Linked DNA regions of Mus musculus: regions 1 and 2 are each linked to region 3. Evidence: chromatin contacts called from public promoter capture Hi-C data. All regions are on one chromosome and are shown on one strand. The core of a region is the stretch at or near the end of the contact, and the rest is flanking DNA. Distances in the headings are between cores, read along the strand shown.

The links. Promoter capture Hi-C pulls out the DNA fragments that hold promoters and counts their contacts.
Region 1: a promoter capture Hi-C map of second pharyngeal arch cranial neural crest shows a contact between it and region 3. The contact joins the promoter of Chaf1a here to the promoter of Rpp21 in region 3. A contact is called at or near these places in 4 of 39 promoter capture datasets (cranial neural crest, maxillary cranial neural crest, pre-B cells and 1 more).
Region 2: a promoter capture Hi-C map of liver shows a contact between it and region 3, with 2.4 times the contacts expected there. The contact joins the promoter of Nfya here to the promoter of Rpp21 in region 3. A contact is called at or near these places in 1 of 39 promoter capture datasets (liver) and 1 of 484 Hi-C or Micro-C datasets (B cells).

The regions. Positions count from the first base shown.
Region 1 is chr17:56,039,004-56,043,010 of GRCm38.p6, forward strand. It overlaps Chaf1a (chromatin assembly factor 1, subunit A (p150)), which reads left to right and starts at 1,413. Exons shown (of 14, transcript NM_013733.3): 1 at 1,413-1,548. The coding sequence starts at 1,509.
Region 2 is chr17:48,407,377-48,411,195 of GRCm38.p6, forward strand. It overlaps Nfya (nuclear transcription factor-Y alpha), which reads right to left and starts at 2,444. Exons shown (of 10, transcript NM_001110832.1): 1 at 2,250-2,444. It overlaps Oard1 (O-acyl-ADP-ribose deacylase 1), which reads left to right and starts at 2,624. Exons shown (of 6, transcript NM_001289490.1): 1 at 2,624-2,996; 2 at 3,452-3,528. The coding sequence starts at 3,490.
Region 3 is chr17:36,255,502-36,259,185 of GRCm38.p6, forward strand. Rpp21 (ribonuclease P 21 subunit) reads right to left here and starts at 2,345. Exons shown (of 5, transcript NM_026308.2): 1 at 2,282-2,345; 2 at 2,105-2,205; 3 at 1,941-2,023; 4 at 443-568; 5 at 172-297. The coding sequence starts at 2,338. The coding sequence ends at 212. Trim39 (tripartite motif-containing 39) reads right to left here. Exons shown (of 7, transcript NM_178281.1): 7 at 3,372-3,684.

The DNA.
Region 1 (4,007 bases), core at 163-2,662, about 20 Mb after region 3:
AGCAAGTCAGAGATTTGATGAGGTCCGTGACACTAGAGCACTCCTTACCTTCACTGAGCCCATGGCCCAAAAGCAATTCATACAACTAATTCATTAGCTAAATAACCCACTTACTAGCCACAGCTTCAAGAAAACTGTTGCAGGCATTCGAGCTGTTTGCAGATAAAGAAAGGTTTCTTCCTCCACCTAACAACAGCAGCAACAACAACAAGAAAAGATTTAGAAACTAGTGATTGGGTTCCAGATCAGCAAGGCTACATAGTGAGATTCTGTCTTAAAATTAAAAACAAAAACAAAAGACAGAGGCAATTATTCTTTTGTTGTTGTTGTTGTTTTTGAGACAGGGTTTCTCTGTATAGCCCAGGCTGTCCTGGAACTCACTCTGCAGACCAGGCTGGCCTCAAACTCAGAAATCCACCTGCCTCTGCCTCCAGAGTGCTGGGATTAAAGGCCGGCTGAAAAACATTTTTTTATACATCGTATCACTGGCTGTCTTGGATCTTGCTATGTAGATCAGGTTGTCCTCGAACTCAGAGATCCACCTGCTTGTAAATCCCAAGTACTAGGATTAAAAGCATGAAGCACCAGACTCAATTTTTTTCATTTAATATTCTTCAAAGTAATTTACACGAAAAGAAGGAATATATGGTTGAAAAGATTTATAATTTTACAATAGAAAAACATTCCTAATTTTAAAATAAAGCAAATTGTTAATTTATTAAAAAGTGGTTCATCATTTCAAAAATGAAATGCCCAGCTGTAACATTTTTAGAAAGAGTTTATATCCGGGCAATGGTGGCACACGCCTTTAATCCCAGCACTTGGGAGACAGAGGTAGGCAGATTTCTGAGTTCAAGGCCAGCCTGGTCTACAGAGTGAGTTCCAGGACAGCCAGGGCTACAAAGAGAAACCCTGTCTCGAAAAAAAATTATAGTTAAAAGAGAAATTAATGCAAGAAATAAAATTAAAGGAAGTAATTCTCTAATTACAATGGCTACTTTCAACCCGTCACTATTATACCTTAATTCCCATTACTCTTCCAATGGGTAATTTCAAGTTGTCACTACTAATCTAAACGTACCCTTCCCACCTCCTGGAACGCATATAGCCAATAAAAGGGGTGTGGGGGGTGTGCAAACGCTGATATTTTAGATTGACATTTCTTAGGATCAATAGAAATGCAGATCTTCCCAGCAGCTCCTGAACCGCCGGAAAGGAGCCTTCATCCGCCTCCCGCGGGATTTTCTAGCACATAAACCGAAGTTCTCGCGAGGACGTACTGAGTGCACCTCTTTTTCCGGAGGCTGAGGTGTCACGTGACGCAAGCTCCTCCAATCGGCGCGCGGGCCGCGGTGGTTGCCGCGGTTCCCGCCAAATACGAGCGCGGCGGCCGCGGCGGCAGCAGAAGTGACACCGGTGGGAGGCGGAGTGTGCAGCCTGGCCGCCCGACTGAAGCCTGAGCCGCCGCCGCCGCCGCCGCCGCCGCCGCCGCCGCCGCCGTCGCGGAGATGTTGGAGGAGCCGGAGGCCGCGACGCGGACAGCCGCGGGTGGGTGAAACTGCCTAAAGGAGCGGATCCAAGCCTAAGTGGCCTCGGGGCGGAGACCAGGAGAAGGGAGGGCTCTTAGGAAACTGAGGCCTCGGGGAGGGGGAAGAGTCAGCTTCGCAAGCTCCCGAAGGCATCTTGTGTCGCCTAAATAGCTGGAGTAAATGGGGAAACCGAGGCCCCGAGTTGGATTTGATGGATCCTGAGTGCTTGTGTCCTCTTGAAATCAATTGGATCTTGTAGCAGCAAGTGGAGAAACTGAGGGCAAGGAGAAGAAAAGTCAGTCGTACAAGTTATTAAGTGCGTTTGTGAATTCCAGAGCAGTTCGGACCTTTGCAATGGGCGGGGAAATTGAGGCCCGTGCTCACTTGAGCTCTGGACACCAGAGTAGCAGCAACTCTGCGGGGCAGGGCTAGTCCAGGAAGGTCGGTTTGGGTGGTTAAAGCATAGCCAGGAACCCTTTCTGGGTCCCGAAAAGGGGCCCTTTGTGAGTGTGGTATGGACCAGTCGGGTACGTGTTAGGAGTCTTTGTAGCATGCGGTAGGCTTCCCGAAATGTGGGGTGCCTATTCCCCGCTAAATTGTATCCCCAGTGTGTGTTGAACGATTGAGGGGCTGGAAAAGACGAGGTCGGTCCTGATAGACTAAGATTTCTCCAATTGAGCACCACTGACTAGACAGCCCTTCTGGGTACATTACACTAGTCTGCAAGCTCGGAGATGAGGGGAATTGGGGATGGCCAATTTCAGGATGGAGAGCCGCATCCTCAATCTCCATCCACTTCTGGGATAACTCTGGCCCCTTTTACAGTTCTGATCATCAAAGATACACACACACACACACACACACACACACACACACACACACACACACACCCTTCACAGCCTGGTATTCCAGGAAGGCTGGAGCTGTTGTTCTGACTGGCTTGAGAATTTTATGTGGGCATTAATAGTCGTACAATTCCTGGACTCTCATGGAGCATTGTTTTTATTTAACCAAGGTGGAACGTTTAAAACCGACACTATTGCTCTGGCAATAAAGACCAGTTTGGTGTAGCAGTTCATACCTGCAGTTCAGCATCCTAGAAGCTGAGGCAGGAGGATGATGAATTTCAGGTTGATCTGGCCTCTGACCACCTGAATTGTATCCTGGGAAGAAGAGAATCAATTCCACAAGCCTGTATCCAATAAATTAATTAAAGTGGAATAAAACTTTTAAAGAAAAAAGTGTCCTTCGGGGGGGGGTGGCTTTTTTTTTTAAAATAGAAAATTGAGGTGATGTTACCTTCCATTCAAATGAGAAGAAGGGAGAGTGTTCTGGGGGTCCGAGTCTCTAAGTTGGTGTGCCTGGGCTGTTTCTACTCTGGATAGCTGAGGTTGTAGGAAAGCTTAAGTCTGAATTGCATGCAACATTAGCAAAATGTATGGGAATTCACCCCAAATTACTGATGGAGTTTCTATGCACCCAAGGCATTTACCTATGGCAGGTTCTCATCTGGGTGTGGTGGCACACACCTTTAATCCCAGCAGCACTCAGAGGCAGATGCAAGTGGATCTCTGAGTTTGAGGCCGGCCTGATCTACATAGCAAGTTCAAGACAATCAAGACTATGTAGAGAGTCTCAAAACAAACAAAAAGACAGGCTCTATTTATGGTCTAATATACATGGGTTTTAATGTGCTTACTTATTCTTGCGACTTTAAATTCATTTTAGTGGGAGATAATCTCTTTCATGAGGTCTTTAATTTGTTTCTTTTTTGTAGTTATTAGTTTTAGACCAGGTCCCCATGTAGCCCAGGCAAGCCTCTAACTCCAAGTGTTAACATGCCCTAGTTTATGCAAGGCTAGGATGGAACTTAGACACTCCTACATGTTAGGTCAGCATGCTACCCATTGAGCCCAACCCCAGGTTCTTTATTGTGTCTTGACATGAGTACAGATTCTGCAACGAAATTTATTCATTTCATCTATTTAAGAGTAGGATACCTTCACTTAAAAAAATTGGTTTTGTTTACTTAAAGATTTATTTCTTGTTATGTGTCTGTGTATGTCTATGCACATGAGCTAGGTGCCCATGGAAGCCAGAGAGGGCACTGGATCCCTTGGTGCTAGACTTTCGGTGGTTGGTTATGAACTGTTGGATCTGGGATCAGAACAGCAAGTGCTTTTAGTTTCTGATCCATTTGTCCAGTCACACTCACTGTGTCTGTGTGAATCAGTTCTTCCCTTCCCCCATGTGGGTCCTGAGGATTGAGCTTTAGAGTCAGGAGGCTTGGAAAGTCCCCCTCCCTACTCACTGAACCATCTTGTCAGCCCTCACTTGACTTTTGGGACATTTTTGGACAGTTGAGCCTTAACTGACCTAGAAGAAGGGCCATAATGCAAGTTTCTGAGTGAGGGACTCAGGAGGGACTGAGTCTAGGGTAGTGTTGCTCAGTGTTGACATTTTGAGCCAAATAATTTT
Region 2 (3,819 bases), core at 1,194-3,693, about 12 Mb after region 3:
CCTCCATCAACTCAGCCAGCAGAACTGTGACACAACCTGACACACTTCCTTTCCTTACGCTTTCTGTGCCCAAGTTTATGACAGAATTGAGCCAGCTGGATTTAGTCTGTCTAGCTCTTCTACAGACTTGTGAATGTGTTTTTGAAAGTGAGAATATGAATGAATAGGAATGAGAATGGGTTTATTCTGGCCTCTGAGACATTCTCTTCCATAGCATTTCCTGCCCATTTACATGGCACAGAAGTAGCTGGCCAGCACTTAGAATCTTCAAAAGCTGAAATGCCCAGAAATGCTCCTACAATAAGCATCTGATCACCGCAGTCCATCTGACCTGGCATCACACACACACACCCAGCTAGGGCCTTTGAAGGCTCCAGTGTGCTCCTTGTCTCCACTAAGGAGATAGCATGAACTAAATAACAAAACAAGTTAACTTCAAAGAGGCTTTTAAGTCTAAAAAGGAACAAAAATGTGTATTAGACTCCTAAAGGGAAATACAGTAAATGGAGTTTGGGGGACAGAGGCTTTTCCACTGGGGACAAACCAAGGAAAGCACTGGGAAAGGGTGTCATGTGAGTTAGGTTTAAGTCTGAGATCTCACCCAGATGAAGGTAGTATAGGGTGAAGTATTTCAAACAAAGGGAGATGCCTGGGCTGTGATTAGATTAGAGAAATCGAGAGTCTGCACTACTTTTTCTTAAAGTGCAGATGCAGAGGAACCAGTGGAGGCTCCACAGGTCTGAGTCACAGTGACTGAGGAGAACTGCCTTTTGTCCACAAAAACATTTGGCAGTTTTGAGGTGGACATATGCATCCATTTTTTTTTTTTAAATACCAATCAAAGTTAGAACACCCAGTCCAAATACAAGACTATGGGGTAGAATCCTCAGGTCAGCAACCTTCACCCCCAAGGTTAGGGGAGAAATCCACTCTAGATTAACTTTTAACCTCCAGTCAAAACCGTTTTCAAAAAATTCCTTTGTAAGACCTGCAAAGGTTTTTACCAACTGGACTTTCCCGCCTAAACTCAGTACTCCCGGCCTTTCTGCGTCCAACCGCACTATCTGTTCCAGTTACTCTTTTCAGTCTTTCCTCTCTGAGGACATCACCCTCCATCACCAATCAAAAGCGTGGCGCTGAAAATAGGCTTCCTCATGTAAAGTGCACTTCTGGGTACTGGATCAGATCCCTATGAAACACTAACACCAGTCAATCTCCACCGAGCAGACATAGCTCCTAGCCCTACTCGCTTGCAGCACTTGGGTGACGTCCGCCAAAGACTAATAGCTAGCAGTCCTTGGAAGACTTCCTGTCCCCCGAAGGGGGAAAGAAAATCTAAGCACGTGTAAGTTTTAAAACATCAGTTGAGAAAACGTTCGCGCGGGATTTCAAGGTGTATTAGAAAAAAGAGACACGAGTGGGCCGAGCTATTGAGTGGAGAGATTAAAGGAAAACAAAACCAGAGAGCATCCAAGGGAGAAAAGATCAAGGGAGGAGACAGGGATAATAGGAACTGCGAGATGTGTGCCCCCAATCATTAAGGATGCACAAGGGTTATCAGTTCTGCAACAGCGGCGTTTCAAACACCGAGACACTGAGCAAAAAGAGGAAGAGTGCTTGGTTGGGCTCCAGCACGGAGGTGTGCCGGCACCGCGGGCTGAGCGGGGAGGAAATGACGAGCCAGAAAGGGGTGGTAACGGCGCCGGCCCGGGAGCCCCGGTGGCGGGCCGAGAGGAGGGGCGCGGCAGGCGCGCCAACGGCCCCGGGGTGGGTCTTGGGAGGCCGCGCCGCGCGTCTCAGTCTGGCCTCGCTCCGGATCTGTAGCCCCAACTGTGCAGAGCTCAGGACACACGGGCCTCGTCGGGGCCCGGAATGTGGGGACACACAAGGACAGGCCGTAGGATGAGGCTGGAACGACGTGGGGAAACCGCCACGGTCCGTGGCTGGGCGGTCAGCCACCTGACCTCTCGGGACCGAGGATCGGGGACCGGTGGCGCATCCGCCACCGGCCCCCGGAGACGATCCAGATCCCGAAAAGCCTGGCTCCAGGACGCCGTCCCAACGCTGGACGGCCCCTGCAGGCCTCCACCAACTCCGAGCCGGGGCTACTGGCTACCCAGCTCGGGCAGCCTCGGCTCGACTCCCGGGCTCGACGGACGCCTGGGCCTCTCCTGAGTGGTCAGCGAGACCCGCCAATCGGGGCGCTGGGGCCGGCTCTGGGCCGCTGGATATTGGCTCCTCATACTCACCGTGCCTCGCTCCCCCGGTTCGCTGCCCGCGCTGATTGGCTCCAGTACCGGACCCCGAAACCCAATCAGAGGCTCCAGCCGCCGCTGCCGCCGCCACTGCCGCTGCCTCGCAAAATGGCGAATCTGAACAAAGGGGAATCGGGCCTCCCTCCAACCGCCTTCGCGCAAGCGCCTTCGAGACCACGCCCCATAACCCCGGCCAGCCTGGCCCCGCCCCCTAGGAAGAGCACCGCGCAGGCGTTCCAGAGGCCACACCCACTTCCTGGATTTGACACCGCCTCCCGCCAAAGGCCTACGCAGGCGCCTTTCACACGCTCCGTACGCTGCTGCTTAAACACCTCCCTGAATTATATACCACGCAGGCGCTGACACGCCCCCCTGCCCACCTATTTCTAAGCGTCCACTGGGACCCACCCTCTGGGGCCGAATGCGCAAGCGCTCTTCTTCTCCAGTCGGGGTCGGCATCTCGGTACGCATGCCTGAGCGGTAGCGGGAGCCTACGGAATTTCCCGCCGGAAATTCTGAAGCCCTTACTACCGAGAGCGGGCGCCGCTACCCAGCTAGAGAGGCTCACTTCCGCCCCGTTAAGGGATGGGGGCGGCCATCTTGAGTGTGCGTACAATCAAAAGGCTTTGGCGGGATTTGTTGCGTGTCGGGACTCTTCTGTTGCTTTCCTACCTACGAGGGTTTCATCCCGAACCCTTCCCTGCTTGGAGGAGGGCCTGCTGACGGCCGATTCCTTTGCAGGTGAAGGATGACCCCCCAGTACCCACTTTTCTGCGGGATCCCAGGGTTGCCCTCCTTAGGGTAGGAGGAGAGACGGGGAAGTCTTATCAGACCTTCCTTCCTGTACCTCCAAGACTGGTGGTGATCTTCCCCTGAGAAGCAGTTCTCGGCTCACCCTGCCGCTCAGTGTAACTGTGGCCAGGTCTTTCCCGTTCTAAGCTATATTCTCTGGGAAAATTCTGGACTGTCCTAAACCTTCCCTGCTAGAAGTAAGGAGGTGTGTCTTAGGACCGCCTTTGCTTCGGCTCCTGGAAAGCTGTTTTGTGTTGCCTCTTAGAGGCTGAGTGAGCTCACATCCAGAAAGAATACCTTAAGGAGGTGGGGAAGACTAAATGGGTTGTCAGGGTGATCTGAACACGCTATGTTCGGGCTGCCTGAGCGGTATTTTTTTACTTGCTTTTCCTTTTCATTAGCAGAAGGAACTCTTAAATTCTGGAAATAGCGACTCAGTAGCATGGCCACCCGCCTTAATGAAGATCCAGAAGGAAGTCGAGTGCGTAACAGCTATTAAATTTATCGGTGAAGTGAAAATCAGAATAATTGAGGTCAAAAGCATAAACACTTTTTAATTAAACCAATAATTGGATTCTCGCCCCTCCCTGTTTGTTTCTCTCTAGCTGATTTACTTAGAAAAGGCTAATACAACCCTAGGCAGATAATAACCATCCATCACTTTCCTTTTACAGATACTTTAAAATATCGTGGTTAACTCCTAAGTTGGGAAGAGTTGTCTTTAATTCAGAGTGTCAGAGAAGCAGGGTTGAAGCAGTGGGGGTGGGGCTCT
Region 3 (3,684 bases), core at 1,095-3,594:
GGCCCTAGAGCCTTAGACAGGGGCTGCTTAATGGGACCAAGTAGTGAATGGAAACTGGGGATTCCCTATGTGGTGGAGTACGAAGACGTAAGGAGAGGTTAGGTGACCAAAACAAAACAAGAATACAGAGGAAGATGATATAACCAGTTGAGATACCACAGAACACAAAGTCAAACAACTCAACTTTATTTATCTGGCAAGTGGAGTGAAGTCATTCACTGGTGTTCAAAGCCTGAGTCTGAATGTTCTCTTTGGGGAGGTCAGCTATGTTTGGCAGGGGCTCTGATGGATTGATGTCTACATAGGAGGAGAATCAGAGAAGAATTAATTTCCTAAGATTCCAACACACCTTATATTAACCAGGCTCACCCCCTTTCCTACTCTTGGCTCTCTACTGTCCCATCTCTTGGAGGCTCCTTTATCTTTCCTTACCACTGCTCACCTGCCTGATTTTCCAGCTGGGCTTCAGGCCGGTCACCCCAGAGCAGATGCTTAGGGTCGTTGAGGAATCTCTGGCTCCGCTGGCATGTCAGACAGGTCTGTACTGTCCAGCGCTGTCCCTTTCGGCCTGGGGCATAAACGGGAAAGAAGGAAGTGCCTAGGCTTCTGACATAAAGGTTTTGCTCTTTTTTTTTTTGTATGTCTGCAGTCTTCCTTCCACCATCAATAGAAAATCCATCCCATCTGCACTTGGTTTGTAGATCTGATGTGTGTGGGAGGCCTGCATACATATCAATCCCTTGGAACTCTAAAGTGAAGTTCAAACTCTTTAACACAGCCTAGCTTCCTGTCCAGTTTCACCTCTCTCCATCTTGCCCACCTCAAACTCCAGCCTCCTGAGCATTCCTTTTCTTATAGCACAGATTCTTTTTTAAAAATTCCTATTTTTATTTATACATTCATATTGTATATACACATATGTGTTACTGTTATATGCATGAGTACGTGTGTTTGTGTGTGTGTGTGTGTGTATGCACACAGGAACACTCATCTAGATATATATGTGGAGGACAGAAATCTAGTTTGGGTGTCTGTCTTCCTTTACCACATTCCACCATGTCTTTTTGGAACAGGGTCTCTCACTGAACCTGGGACTAGATGTTTTCAGCTAGACTGCCTGGCCAGAGAGTGCTCTGGAGGATCTGTACGTCTTCACCTGCTCCCCAAGGCTGGCTGGGCTTACAACCTGCTTGTACACAGGTGTTGGAGATCTGAAGTCAGGCCCTCACACTTAAGCTTATCGGGCACAGTAACCACGGAACCATCTCCCAAGCCCCTACAAAGCACACATTCTCTCGTGTGGGAATCCCAGCGTCTAGAGTGTTTGACTCTTGTTTATCATGTTATACCTACCTCCCTGCCACTGGTAGGACTCAGCACTCTACCCCTACCAACTGAAGCATTTAAAATTACGACTCCAGTAGCTGGGTGTGTTGTCTCATGCTTGTAATCCTAGCTAGGGATGTGGGGGCAGGAGACTGCAGGGAATTGGAGGCCAGTCTGGGCTACTGTGACACTTGTGCCAAAAAACAAAACAAAACAAAATCAAAACCAAAAGCAAAGAGACAGTATGTGTTTTTGTGTGAGACAGGGTTTCTTTATGCAGACCTGGCCAGTCCGGATTATGTAGATCAGGATAGGCTTAAACTCATGAAATCCACCTGCTTCTACCTCCCAAGTGCTGGGATAAAAGGCGTGAACCTCCACAACCCACTCAGCTAGTAAGTAGTGCTTAATGCACCCTAGGAATGAAATAATAACGAAATCGCTTTGTTTTTTTTGTTTTTGTTTTTTTTTTAAACTAAGGAGTGTCATGTAGTCCAAGATAGTTTTAGGGACTAAGTCAGCTGCAGAAAGTCTCCATCTCTAGGTGGAGCTGCTGAGCCCTGCCCTGTCCTCTAGTGTCCCCACCTCACAAATGTCTCTGGGGCAGCACTCACGTCTCTGGCGCTGCGTGCAGGTGAGGCCCGGAATGAGGAGAGAGGAGCAGCTGCGACAGAGCGTCCTCTTCACAGAGGGGTCCCTGGGTGAGGAAGAGAGGAGGTCGCTGTCTGCCTGCCTGCCAGCCCGCGCCCCGGGTCCTGCCCGCCACCCTGTGCCTTACTGCCGGAGGACCAGCCGCTTCGCGATGGTTTTCTCTGTGTGGCAGTAAAACCTAGCCAGCGCCTGGTTCTCGGGGTTCTGAGAGAGGACGCAGTGTGCAGCCTGGGAACAAGGACGGCCATCCAGGTTACTCTGCGGCCGCAACACCGGGCTGCCACCCACCCCGAGCGCGTCTCACCTGGTACAGGAAGCTGAGTCTCTGGAAGGCTTCCCGGTCCTTCACTGGGCCCGCCATGAGTGTCTGCCCCTCCTTGCGGATGTCCCGCCCCAGACGTGCGCAGTGCGCAACGTCTGCTGGGAACTGTAGTGCGGGAGGGGGGGGGGCCCTCAGCCCCGCACCAGCTTCTGTCAGAAACCAGAGGACCCCACAGGTCTTCTGTGTGCAGGCAGCCCTAGTTTGGTATCCCTCACGTATTAGGTAGACGTGGAACAGGTAAAGGATCTTAAAGTACATAAACATAACAGGACCGAAGTCCTGTCTTTTATGGTTGGAAAGAGGGTTGTTTGCGGTGGACATTGGGTTAGATTTTGTCTTACTCTTCTGAAGCCGAGGGTAGATGCTTGGGACTTCTATGAACGGATGTAACATAACAAAACAGTCAATGCCCAGAATAACTGGTGTTATATTCTGGCTATCTCACCACTGGAGAGGTTGAGGTAGGACTACCATAAATTACAGGATATGAATTATGGGCTACATTGCCAGACCCTGTCTCAAAAATAAAAAGCATTAGTGCCCATGGACCTGAAAGTGTGAAAGATCAGATCACAAGGGAGGAAATAAGTTAACAGGACAAAACATCCCTAAGCAAAGAGCTTCTTGCCTTTCTCCCACTTCTTATTAAAGGCACTTGCTGTTCCAAGGGCTAGTAGCTACATGAACAGCACAAATAACCAGACAACAGCATGGCCGGTCTCCTCGGCTATTTATTAGTATCTACTTCACCCTCCTTCCTCTGACCTTTTCTCATTTATTCAACCTGGCTTGGTGTTTACTTCTGATTCCCAGTTACTGGCTAAGGTCAGAAGCAGAGGGATCCAGGCCCCTGCAGGATCTGTGGGGAACCAGACTGCTGGCTCAGAGTTAGGCAATTCGTTGAAACTTACCCTGGGTGTTTTGTATGGGCCTTCAGAGACAAATGAGGGGAGTGTATTAAAATGTGGATTCCTAAGCTTACCCAAACCTCCATTAAGGACAGAAGGTGAGACTCAAGAACATACAGTTTCCACACCCATCCACTGACAAATTACCACGCAACTCAAGAGATCACATTAGTGGATCCTTTGTTCCATATTTTCACCAACCAATTATCTTGCCACAAAGAACCACAGTCAAGGCACAAAGGTAAGAGTAGAGTGGACAAAGTCCTGTTGAGGTGGTAGGAGGAACTGAATGCCCTCACTGCAGTTTCTTGTCTCAGTCTTGTGTGAAGATTACCCAGGCAGCAGATAATCCAGGTTGTTTGGTTTGGCATGCATCTGGTACCTTTTGTGACAAAATATGTACCCTATGGGTTGTTTATTTTGGCCTAAAATTAAAATAATTTACATTCTCTGAAAAGGGGAATGTCAAAGGGTGAA